Regions from separate parts of the Mus musculus genome. Here region 1 is linked to region 2. The links are chromatin contacts, called in public Micro-C maps. All regions are on one chromosome and are shown on one strand. The core of a region is the stretch at or near the end of the contact, and the rest is flanking DNA. Distances in the headings are between cores, read along the strand shown. Region 1 has its middle 26 kb from the start of Sparcl1. Region 2 overlaps Gm17660 (predicted gene, 17660).

Region 1 (5,015 bases), core at 724-3,223, 68 kb before region 2:
CTGCCTGGGAAGGCGGTGTTCCTTCCTGAAAATGCCTTCACTACACTCAGGACGTCTGAAATCCTCTTCCTTTATTTTTGTGGCTGACAAAAATGGCATTTTTTATTGAACTGACTCAATCCCATATGTTACAGGCTAAGAGATCTCAAAGTGCAGTGACTAATAATTAAGGCAGAGCTTTATTTTAATCCTGAGCAGGAAGTCTGGAACGGCGGTGAGAGGTTGATGAGGTGCCCCTGCCATCCACATCATGCCCCTTTCATGACTGGGTCTTAAACATCGGCTCCAGCACCCTCCACCTCAACTGCATCGTAGGCAGTATACCCTAAGGGACAGAAGTGTGTATTTCACATTTCTTTTAAGGATGAGGATATAGCTCAAAAGGCGACTGCTGGTTATGAAGGCATAGCTTGCTGCAAGTGAACCTGAAAAATAATCTCCACAGGAGGGAAGAGTGTGCAGCCATGAACGGGAGGCTGATGAAGGAAAAGGAAGCAGGTGCCATGATCTTGGTGTTTTTGACACTCACACTGCCTAGCTGACATCAGGACGTGGCCATGGCTGCTATAAGGTAGCAACTGCAGTTGGGGGTGAGCATGATAGAACTTACTGAGTTATATTCATTAACATGGCTGTTATTTAAAAACAAACAAACAAACAGGAAACGCCAAGTGTCAAGAAGAATTGGAATTGTTGAACATCTTTCGTGTGAGTGTGAAAAGGTGCAGCCACTGTGGCAAACGTGATAGCCACTTGAAACGTTAAAGTTGAATCATTGTGTAGTGTCTCTACTCCATTTCCAGACAAATAACCAAAGTATTTGAAAATAAGTTCTCAAAATTTGTATGTAGTGGACTTGTTCACAACAGTTTAAATCTGGTAACAACCCAAGGATCCTTCAACAGATGAGTAGACAAGCAACACGTGGTCTATGCAGACAATGGAGTTATTAGCCTTAAAGAGAGGGAATCTGAGAAACACTGTGACATAGATAAACTTTAAGGACACTAAGCTATGAGATTAGCAACACAGGAAGATACACTCTGGTGCTTCTACACAGTGTGTATTGAGTAGCCAACACAACAGGGACTGGCATGTGGGAAGGCTGGGCCACTGCTTACTATGTGGATAAAGTCTACTTCATGAGCCCTGAACGAGGCTGTTGGGGGCTCAACACTATAATGTGTACACTTAAAACAATACTGGGGGATTAAGATGGCACATTTTATATTATGGATATTTTACCAAAATGAAAAGAAAAATAATGTTCTTCTGTTGCTCAGTTTCAGGCACCAAGTCTCTCCTGAGTTTTAAATCTAAACTTTTCTACTGGAGACTTGTAAGAACTCTACGTGGCAAGGCATTCACCTCTTTGGAAAATAAGAAGGATGAGATATGAGACCCTGCCTCAAAACAAAACAAAACAGCAACAACAATAAAACAGGGAAGTGAAGTGTCCGGCAAGGAAACAGTAGGGTCACACTTTTGGTGTATGTGGTCTTCCTGTACCTACTGAGCGGAGCATGTCATTACCTCCCTTCCCACTAGAGGCTTTCCATGTGGGTGAGCCTGCTTCATTCTCATAACAGCCTTGTGGTACATTCACAGACAGGAAATTGGATTTTTAAAATTCAATAACTTTGCTTAAGTCATACAGTCAGCCAGTAAGGGATAAAGAGCAGTTTTTAACCCAGGCAGTCTTAAGCCTTTCCCACAGCCTAAAACAGAGCCAAGGCCCAGACCTATATAGACAAAAAGTACTATAGACAGTGGAGAACAGCATAAACCAGCAAGATTCTGTTTCATCTTCTAACAATCTTTCTATTCTGCCTTCTAATTCAACAAGAGCACCCTGCAATATAAAATTAAAACAACTCAACCACCATGAACCATGGGATGAGGGTGGAGGGCTCTGGAGTGGGGAGAAGGCTGCAGAACTACATTTGTTCTGTCTGGTGAGTCATCTTTGTCCGCTGTCTGGTAAAAATGTTGTTTTGTCTCCATGTGGCCCTGAGAGGTATTTAAGATTGTACCTAGAGATATCCTGAGTCTGTCATCTTTGTCTGACTATAAAAATAAAACCAAATGCCATGCTGCAGGTACTGGCACATGGGGTGAGTATGCGGAGGTGGAAGGCATAAGAAATAAGGAGTAGCGGGAAGTTTCTTAGCCAAACTATCACAATACCTGCCTGTCTTCTTGCTATGTCTGTGATATGCACACATCCTCAATCACTTAGAAGGAGCTCCCGATGTCCAGGCATGTTCCCACACTCTGGACACTTGTCAGGGGGGCAAATCTTAGAAAAATATTATAAAGTGTATTCTGTACTGTCAACACCATCACTGTGTCCCTTCTGAACCAGCTTGGTGACATCCACAAGCTTTCCTCTTCATGGTTGTCGTCCCCGTGCCTCAGTCCCTGCTTAAGCTCAACCAGCTCATTTGCTTATTCTCAATGCTTAAGATGACCTAGGCAGTATATCAGGTTCTTAAGACATCAGAAAGGAAACAGACAACAATCCTCATCTTGAGAAGTTTACATTCTAGTGGGGTCAGGCAGAAGGTAAGCAATACAGTACAAATGATTACGTTGTCTAGTGTGTTTGAAGCTCGTTAGTACTATGTAGAGAGATGGGGTGGAGTTGGGCACAGAGTTTAGAATGAAGGAGCCGAGGAGAGAAGGAACATTCGTGTCTTGCAGCTTTAATAGTGCAATCAGAAGGAACGTCACTAAAAAAACAATATTGGGGAAAGACTAAAGGCTAACGTGCATGTGGCTGAGAGAAGAGGTGAAGCAGAGGGGGAGAGCTGTAGAAAGGCCTTAGATGAGGGGCTGTGAAGGGTTTGAGGATCCACGAGGAAGCAACATGTGCACAAGAGCAAATGAGTGGTGGCAATGTGGGGAATAGCTGAAGATGGGGTCAGCAAGACCCTGGACCAGTGTCTTGTAGGCCAGTAGAAAGGATGTGCGTGTGTCAGTGTGTGTGTGTCAGTGTTTGTCATTATGTGTGTGTCAGTGTGTGGGTGTGTGTCAATGTTTGTGTGTGTGTGCCAGTGTGTCAGTGTATGTGTCAGTTTGAATGTGCATCAGTGTGTGTGTGTGAGTGTGTGAGTGTATACATGTGTGTGAATGTGTGTCAGTGTGTGTGAGTATATCAGTGTGTGTGTGTGTCAGTGTGTGATATGTGTGTGGGTGTGTATCAATGTTTGTGTGTGTGAGTGTATGTGTGTATGTGTATGTGTGTATGTGTTAGTGTGGGGGGGAGAGTGTGTGTGTTTGTGTGTGTGTATGTGTGTATGTGTTAGTGTTGGGGGAGTGTGTGTGTGTGTGAGTGCCAGTGTATATGTGTGTCAGCATGTGTGTATGAGTATGTGAGTGTATGCATGTGTGTGAATGTGTGTCAGTGTGTATATGTGTGCCAGTGTGTGTCAGTGTATGTGTCAGTTTGTATGTGCATCAGAGTGTGTGTGTGAGTGTATGCATGTGTGTGAATGTGTGTCAGTGTGTGTGAGTATGTCAGTGTGTGTGTCAATTGTGTGTCAGTGTGTGTGAGAGTGTTTGTGTATTATGTTGGGGCAGGGCACACACACACACATACTGGAGAGGCACATACAGTTTAAACAATAACTTTGTAGGGAGGGCCAATGATATCTCAAGTGTTTTCATCACACAGAGTGTATCCCCCCTAAAATGACTTCCCCACAGCTGAAGAGTCTGCCCTAACATCTCACCTCCCCTTACCTACTAACCACCTGTACAGAAGGGCATATAACCGCACAACAAGATACAGCCAGGGTGAGATGGTGTTTGCCTTTACGCTAATAAGAAGAGCATCCAACTCTTTACGGTCATCAATTATATCTTCCATTTATGTAGCAGCCATATGTGCACATGCGCACATGCACTTACAAACATGAGCCCATACATGCATCATACCCTCACACGGACAAATACATAGGTAATTTTTTAATTGGTTAATTAAAAGTTAGCTGATAGAACATTGAATGTAATGAATTCCAGGGGCAAAAAAAAAAAAAAAAATCAGAAGATGAAACAGGGATTCTTTAAGAATAAGCCAAAAATGCTGAGAAACAAACCATAGAGAGAAGCTGGCACGCTCTAATAAAATGGCCAAGAACAGCCAGTGTGGCACAGTGGATTCCTGCAGCCTTACATTCTGAGACCCTCTATGAGCTACTGAAGTGCAGCTGACACACGTGTGCTATGTGTGTCATTTACAAGCAACAGCTCAGAAATCCAACTGTGCAGTTTGTAGACACAGTTCCAAGTAACAAACAGGGATGAGACTCTTCTGCCAGCTGAGTAGTGCTTCGGGGTCTCACATGGCTCTGTGGCCCTGTCTCTTCCCGTGAATCCTGGGACATCTATGACGGCTTCACCAAGGCAAGGAGCAAGCAAGCGAGCAAGGGGCTGGAGAGGAAAGTGCTGGCTTAGTCATGGGGCAAAGGTTCTCAGCCTAGGGCTGGGGTGGGGCTGTGTGAGGGGTACTCAAGCCGGAAAAACGGATAAACATCTCTACCCACATAGATGCTGCCAGATCTTCCTGGGAAAACCAGCCAAAAATTCTCCAGACTTTGATAAATACAGGTCACCCTCGTTGGGGCCCCACAGTCACGGATGGCCCTGCTGCGGCACAGCACACTGGCCTTAGTTCATTCACAATCTCAGAAGCAGCCAACTGGGGCTGGGAGCTGGCTCAGTGGTTAAGAGCACTTACTGCACAAGCAGGAAGATCCAAGTGATCACAGCACCCACATAACCAAGCAGCTATACCCCTGCATGCCTCTGACTCCAGCAAAGACAGAAAGACTGACGGGGGCCTCTGCCTGCCAGCCTAGCTGACAACAGCAATCTCCATGTTCAGCAAGACTCTCCCTCAGAGTAAACAGGCAGAGGGTGATGGGGGAAGACACTGGACACCTTTCTCTGGCCTCCCCATTTGTGTACAGGCATGTGCACCCACGTGTGTGTGTGTGTGTGTGTGTGTGTGT
Region 2 (5,535 bases), core at 878-3,377:
GAGCGGAAGGTGCACCCGTGCAGAGAACACGGGAGATATTGGCTTAAAAAAAAAAAATGAACACTGGACACAAGGCCAATCCCTGGGCACTTAGTATAATCAATCAAGCAAAAATAATTACAGCTTCTAAAAGGAAAATAGCATATCCGACCCAGAGCTCTGTGAGGACAGCGGTCTAGAGGTATAAACCTATTCAGCGCACGCACACCGAACACCAAGAGGCTGAAGGGAATAAAGAACAGAAAACATCAAGGGAAACAGGCATGACTTGTCTCACTCCAAATCACCCTTTCGTTCCTTTTTTTTTTTTTCTAGATCCCGATTCCCTTTCCCTTCCCTTTTGATCCAAATCAGGTATGTGTACTTAAAACCTCCCTTAAGAAGATACTTAAATGACTAAAGCTGATAACCTTTGTTTGATTTAAAGAACTTAATGGACAATTCCCTCATATCTCTGAGCTGAAGTGGCTATGCTGTGTATTATACCATATCATCCAATGTTTAAATACTATTGGAACTGTGAGAGGAAACCATTGGCTCTTTCCTGACCAGTTTCCCCTAAGTATAACTCAGCGAGCATGTGTGAGTTATCATCACAGGTTGTCGTCACAAGATGTCCCCCGCTGTGCTGAGATTCCCACAAGGCACACTGTGGAGTGCACATTTCCAAAGGTGTGGGAGGGGTTGTAAACTATCAGTGAGAGGAATTAATGAAGGCTAGGGGGTCTTAAAACTATGTTTCCGGCCCATTGGACTTGCAAACTTTATATGCCCCAGTACAGGGGAACGCCAGGGCCAAAAAGGGGGAGTGGGTGGGTAGGGGGCTGGGGGGTGGGTGGGTATGGGGGACCTTTGGGATAGCATTGAAAATGTAAATGAGGAAAAGACCTAATTAAAACAAAACAAAACAAAAAAAAAAAAAAACTATGTTTCCATTTACCAGGCTAATTCAAAGTTGTAACTCTAAGTTGAACCGCTAAATTGTAACTCTTGGTTTGTTCTCTTTCTTTTATTCAAGGTTCTGACACCTAATCAGCTTCTGGAGGTAAATATATTCTGCTCTGTCCATCTATGGGGTCTTTAAGAATACAGCATCTAATAGCATATAACTGAGCCAGTTCATTCTGGAAACCACTGCACGGATTCAGTTCATCTTGACCCACAGGCAGGGCACCTGGTAAATCCAAAGGCCAAAACAAAGGCCAGTGTACGAGAAGAGTTCTTTCCATTCACTCAGTTCTAACGTGACAAGACAAGGTCATTATTACTGATGCGAGTTAAGTGAAAAAGCGAGGGGTCAGAAAACCTAGAGGAACAGAATAAAGTGCTTTAGGAAGAGAAGGTAGATTCCAATACTAAGGAATTGGCACAGCGTGTAATATGTGAAACCTTATCAAATCTAAACCCCAAAGGAGGTTTGCTTGTTTGTTTTTGAGACAAGCTCTCTATAGTCCTTGGTAGCCTAGAACTTAATATGTAGACCGGGCTGGTCTCAATTTCTAAGATATCTGTCTCTGCCTCTACCTCTCTGTCTCTCTGTCTCTCTGCCTCTCTGCCTCTCTCTCTGGGTCTTTCTCTCTGCCTCTCTCTCTGTGACTGATTACTGGTGATTATAACGTCACCAAGTGGGTCTTCCAGTTGGAGCCCAGCTGCAGGGGCACCCAGCATCCTGTGCTGGGAAACTAGATCTTCATGTTACCTGTAGACTTGATCCAGCTTCGTGGCTTTGCTCAGTTCGCCAGCATGGACAGCAATGACCTGCCTGACCTCTGAATGTGTGCTCGCTTCAGAGAATCTGACTCACTCAAGTTGCCAGGGGCCTTCTTAGAGGATCCCAACAATACTTAGGGAGCTAATCGCTCTTCTCTTCCCTCTCCATATCCCTCCCTCCTCCCCTCCTCACCCCTTTCTCACCCTCCCCCACACTCAGTACTCAGAATGTTGCTTATACATAAGAACGCAGAGGTTGGTTTCACTATTCCTAGTGTTCTGGGGCAGGCAGCTTTGTACATAACGGGGATAATGGATCACCATTAGTCCAATCCAATCTCTTGAAGAAGCTGCTGAGCTCTACAGGAAGCTGCAGAGCAACACATCTCCAGTGGAACAGCTGTGTAAGCAAATCAGCAAGACAAAGCCCCATTCATAGCTTTGCAGCAGGAAACCATTCAACAGGACATTCCCATCTCCAACCAGAGTGCCGCTTACTCAAAGTGGACGGGGGGGGGGGGGGGGGGGGGGGGGGGGGGGGGGGGGGGGGGTCTTCAGCTTTCTCACTTTCAAATGCAGTAAATGCAGTGAGAAGGTAGAGGAAAGTAGTTCCATAAATCAAAGGAATTTGAATTATCTTCAATCTTGTACACATCAAGTATGATTTCCAATGAAACATTCACGTACAAAACATTTCCGCTGACACATGTGCTAGGATGAATATAAATTGGAAGGCAAACCCACCGAGACTACTTACCCCTTTCTTCTTTTACAGTTAATCACTTCTATTTTGAACCAACTGCAGGTAAATCTTATTTTCATAAACAACAAAGTCACTAAGTGAACTCTGGTTAGTATTTAACTTTTTTTTTCCCCTTATTTTTCTAGGGCTTCCTTGGGGTAAGATTTTATTTCTGGTTCTATTGATAAAGGTGACATCCATTGTCAGGGAAGGGGGAGAATAACTCCTCTAAATCAACCCAATGCCTTAAGCCAATCACAGTGCATGGTGTTATGAATTCAGTTCCCAGACCTTTAAGATCAGAATCTCTGCATCTCTAACAGTAAGTATCTTTTCACAAGGCAGGTTTCACAAGGTTTAAGATTGTAGACATCAGCACAACCTTAGGTCGTGAACTCTCAGGTACTTACATTTACCTTGGGCTTGCTTCCGGCGACTGGACAACTCACAGCAGCAGACTGAGGAAAGCCTACTGTAAAATTACCAAACACAGCCATGGTCTGACCTCAAGGCAATGCCCAAACCCAATTTTAAGGGGGAAAAGTGTGTTTTCACCCACCAGCCTTCCTAGTAATAAGTTTCACTGCTCTGGAATATTACTCATACTTTTTATTTACCACTATGAAGACTCCCCTCTGTCAGGCCTCCACACACCATGTGGAAGAAACTACCTTCTATTTAATACAAGATCCTTAGGGCTTCAGTTTCTTGGCATTCACAGATCACCAAAGCACAAAGCCAGTCGCCCGATCACACCAGTATTTCAACATCAACAACAAAAGAATCCTAAGATGGGAGAGGCTGAGGGGAGGTGGGAGAGGAAATGAAAATGTCTCAGATCCTCACAGTAAATGAATGTACTGTCTACCTCAACAGAGATAAGCTTCACTACTACATCAGAAGGCTCGCACAGTGAGTACAATCTCCAAAAAACATCTTTCACCAATGAATATGTAAATTAGACATTTCAATTTTTTTTATCATTAAGAGTTTTGCTACCACAGATGGTGTCTCTGTTAGAAAATTAACACCACGATAAAAGCAATTCAGAAGACCAATATAACTACACAGGGTGTGCTTCTCTAAGGATGTCCTGAAACTATTTAAGTGGGCTGGGCAGTGGCTCAATGGGAAGACCACTCGCCCAATATGTGGAAGGCCCTGGGGTCCACCCATAGCGCCACAATATAATAAAATATAAATTTATTTAGCAAGACTCCAGAAATATCTTAGAGTATATATCATAGAAGTTCTGAATATTTAAAACTTATCATTTAAAACCTGAGTGGCCTTGAAAAATAAAAGAGGGATTTTTCAAGTTATGACATTAAGTAAAATGAGGATATATTTATGTTTGAAATTTTGTCAAAAATTCAAGAGTGCCTGCCTGTGTTAGACAAACACTCACTGTGGCCGTTATCCCTAGATTAAGGAATTATGAAACAAAGTGTCTTTGGCCTAAAATTCCGCAGTTTCAATAGCACAGGCCAATCAGATAGAGCCCTTACACTGTGTACATCATGGCTCATGAAGTCCAGCTTAGGTAACAGAATTTACATCACGGCACATAGTCCATATGAGAACCTCCTCAAAGAACAACTCACAGTGGTGTAGAATACAGCAGACAAGAGTAGGCTCTGGGACTGGGGAGGTGGAAACCAAATCTTAGCTCAGTCCCTTGGGGGAGAAGATCTTAAGCCACCATTCCAAAGCCAACTGCCTCACCTGTGAAATGCCTGAGGCTGGAGTGGCACTCAATAAAAGTGGCCTAGCTTTCCTAGTGATTCTAAAAAAACGCTTCTAAGAGGTGAAAACGTGATCGAGGACAGGAGGTTGGGGGACAGACCCTCAGCGACCAGACACTCCTGACAGGAAGGCCAGAAGCTAACAGTTTCAATGCTTCCTCTATTTCAGGTGGTGCAGGTGTCCAGGTTACCTGCTCTGTTCTCTGCAGCTTGGAACAACGGTCTTACCATCTTGTAGACTCTATAGAACGTCCTGTGAAACATCCAATACCACAGGCAAATCTACTATCTACAGCCATACAATCTTAATAAAATTCTCCCTAAAACACAATGTGTGGATTCCTGCTCGGTGTTATAGTGACCGCTCAGTTTCTGGAGAGTTTCTGAAAGCATTTCCGTCTCAGTGCTTGGAAACAGCATTCCCTCCAAACCAGGTTCACCCAGCCCCTGAGCTGCCAATCCTCACCAAGACCCCGTGAAATGCCCTAGTGCCAGGCATTTCTGGACTTTGAAAAATAACCTGTCAAAAAGAGTTCACTTTGAAATCAAGCATCTCACAGCTCCTCCAAAGACAGCGTCACACTTGCTCAGCTCAGCTCCGGTTTACCACAAACCGGTCCTAACAACACACACTCCTCCTGCTTTGTGTTACAGTCTAGCTACAGAGTGATCAGTAGTGCCAAACTCCAAGAAGACAGAAGCACCGTATCCTTTTCCCTACACCCGAGTCTTCGGAGGTCCCACCGCAATCCAGATGGAATAAAGCAAGCATGAGTGCCCAGTTCAAGCTGACTGGACTTGCCAAGGGACAGCCCTGCCCAGCATGTGACACCTGGCTCTCGGGGTAACTGTGAACACTGAGTTGACAGTAGTTCATGGCATTAGCCCCTTCCTTTCTCTTTCGAAGGGACCCCACCAATACATTCTCTGCTTCACCCAAGACTTATAATATTACCTACATATCTCTCAAACAACTCCAGGCCTTAGCCTTATCCTCCTATCAAAGAAACCTGAAACCACAAAGGCTCCCTGCTCACGCTGACTAGTTGTTCGCTGTGTCTATTCTTTGTCTTACAGTAGATACGATCGAATGAAATCTCTATAAATTACTAACTCATCTAGGCATAGTTTTAAGTCCTAGATATTGCAAAAATGAGAATATGAATTTCTATTCGTTTTGATCTCTGACTCCAAAAATAACTGAGACACAGTGACACTCTGCCTATCAATCAATCAATAATCAATCAGTGGGATAACTGAAATTCCATTGTAAAAATTGGTACCTCGGGCTAGGGACGGCTGAGCAGTTAAGAGCACTCACTGGCTGTTCTTCCAGGA

Evidence for each region. Hi-C and Micro-C count contacts between places; a contact is called where the count stands out from the background.
Region 1: a Micro-C map of trophoblast stem cells shows a contact between it and region 2, with 2.4 times the contacts expected there. The contact joins two enhancer-like sites. A contact is called at or near these places in 1 of 15 datasets of contacts at CTCF or cohesin (the NIH/3T3 cell line), 2 of 484 Hi-C or Micro-C datasets (nephron progenitors and trophoblast stem cells), 1 of 115 datasets of contacts at active chromatin or transcription factors (embryonic stem cells) and 1 of 9 other capture datasets (pancreatic islet).

The regions. Positions count from the first base shown.
Region 1 is chr5:104,137,804-104,142,818 of GRCm38.p6, reverse strand. No RefSeq gene overlaps it. Among named protein-coding and RNA genes, the nearest start is that of Sparcl1, 26 kb to the right of the region's middle. Within about 2 kb of position 1,973, at least 13 of the 459 cell types and tissues checked have an H3K27ac peak or open chromatin away from gene starts, as enhancers often do. A contact at or near this core is called in trophoblast stem cells, where this site is marked.
Region 2 is chr5:104,069,048-104,074,582 of GRCm38.p6, reverse strand. Gm17660 (predicted gene, 17660) reads left to right here. Exons shown (of 10, transcript NM_001163772.1): 5 at 316-354; 6 at 1,019-1,045; 7 at 2,486-2,515; 8 at 2,599-2,610; 9 at 3,329-3,364; 10 at 4,367-4,523. The coding sequence ends at 3,334. Among named protein-coding and RNA genes, the nearest start is that of Gm17660, 5.8 kb to the left of the region's middle. Within about 2 kb of position 2,127, at least 68 of the 459 cell types and tissues checked have an H3K27ac peak or open chromatin away from gene starts, as enhancers often do. A contact at or near this core is called in trophoblast stem cells, where this site is marked.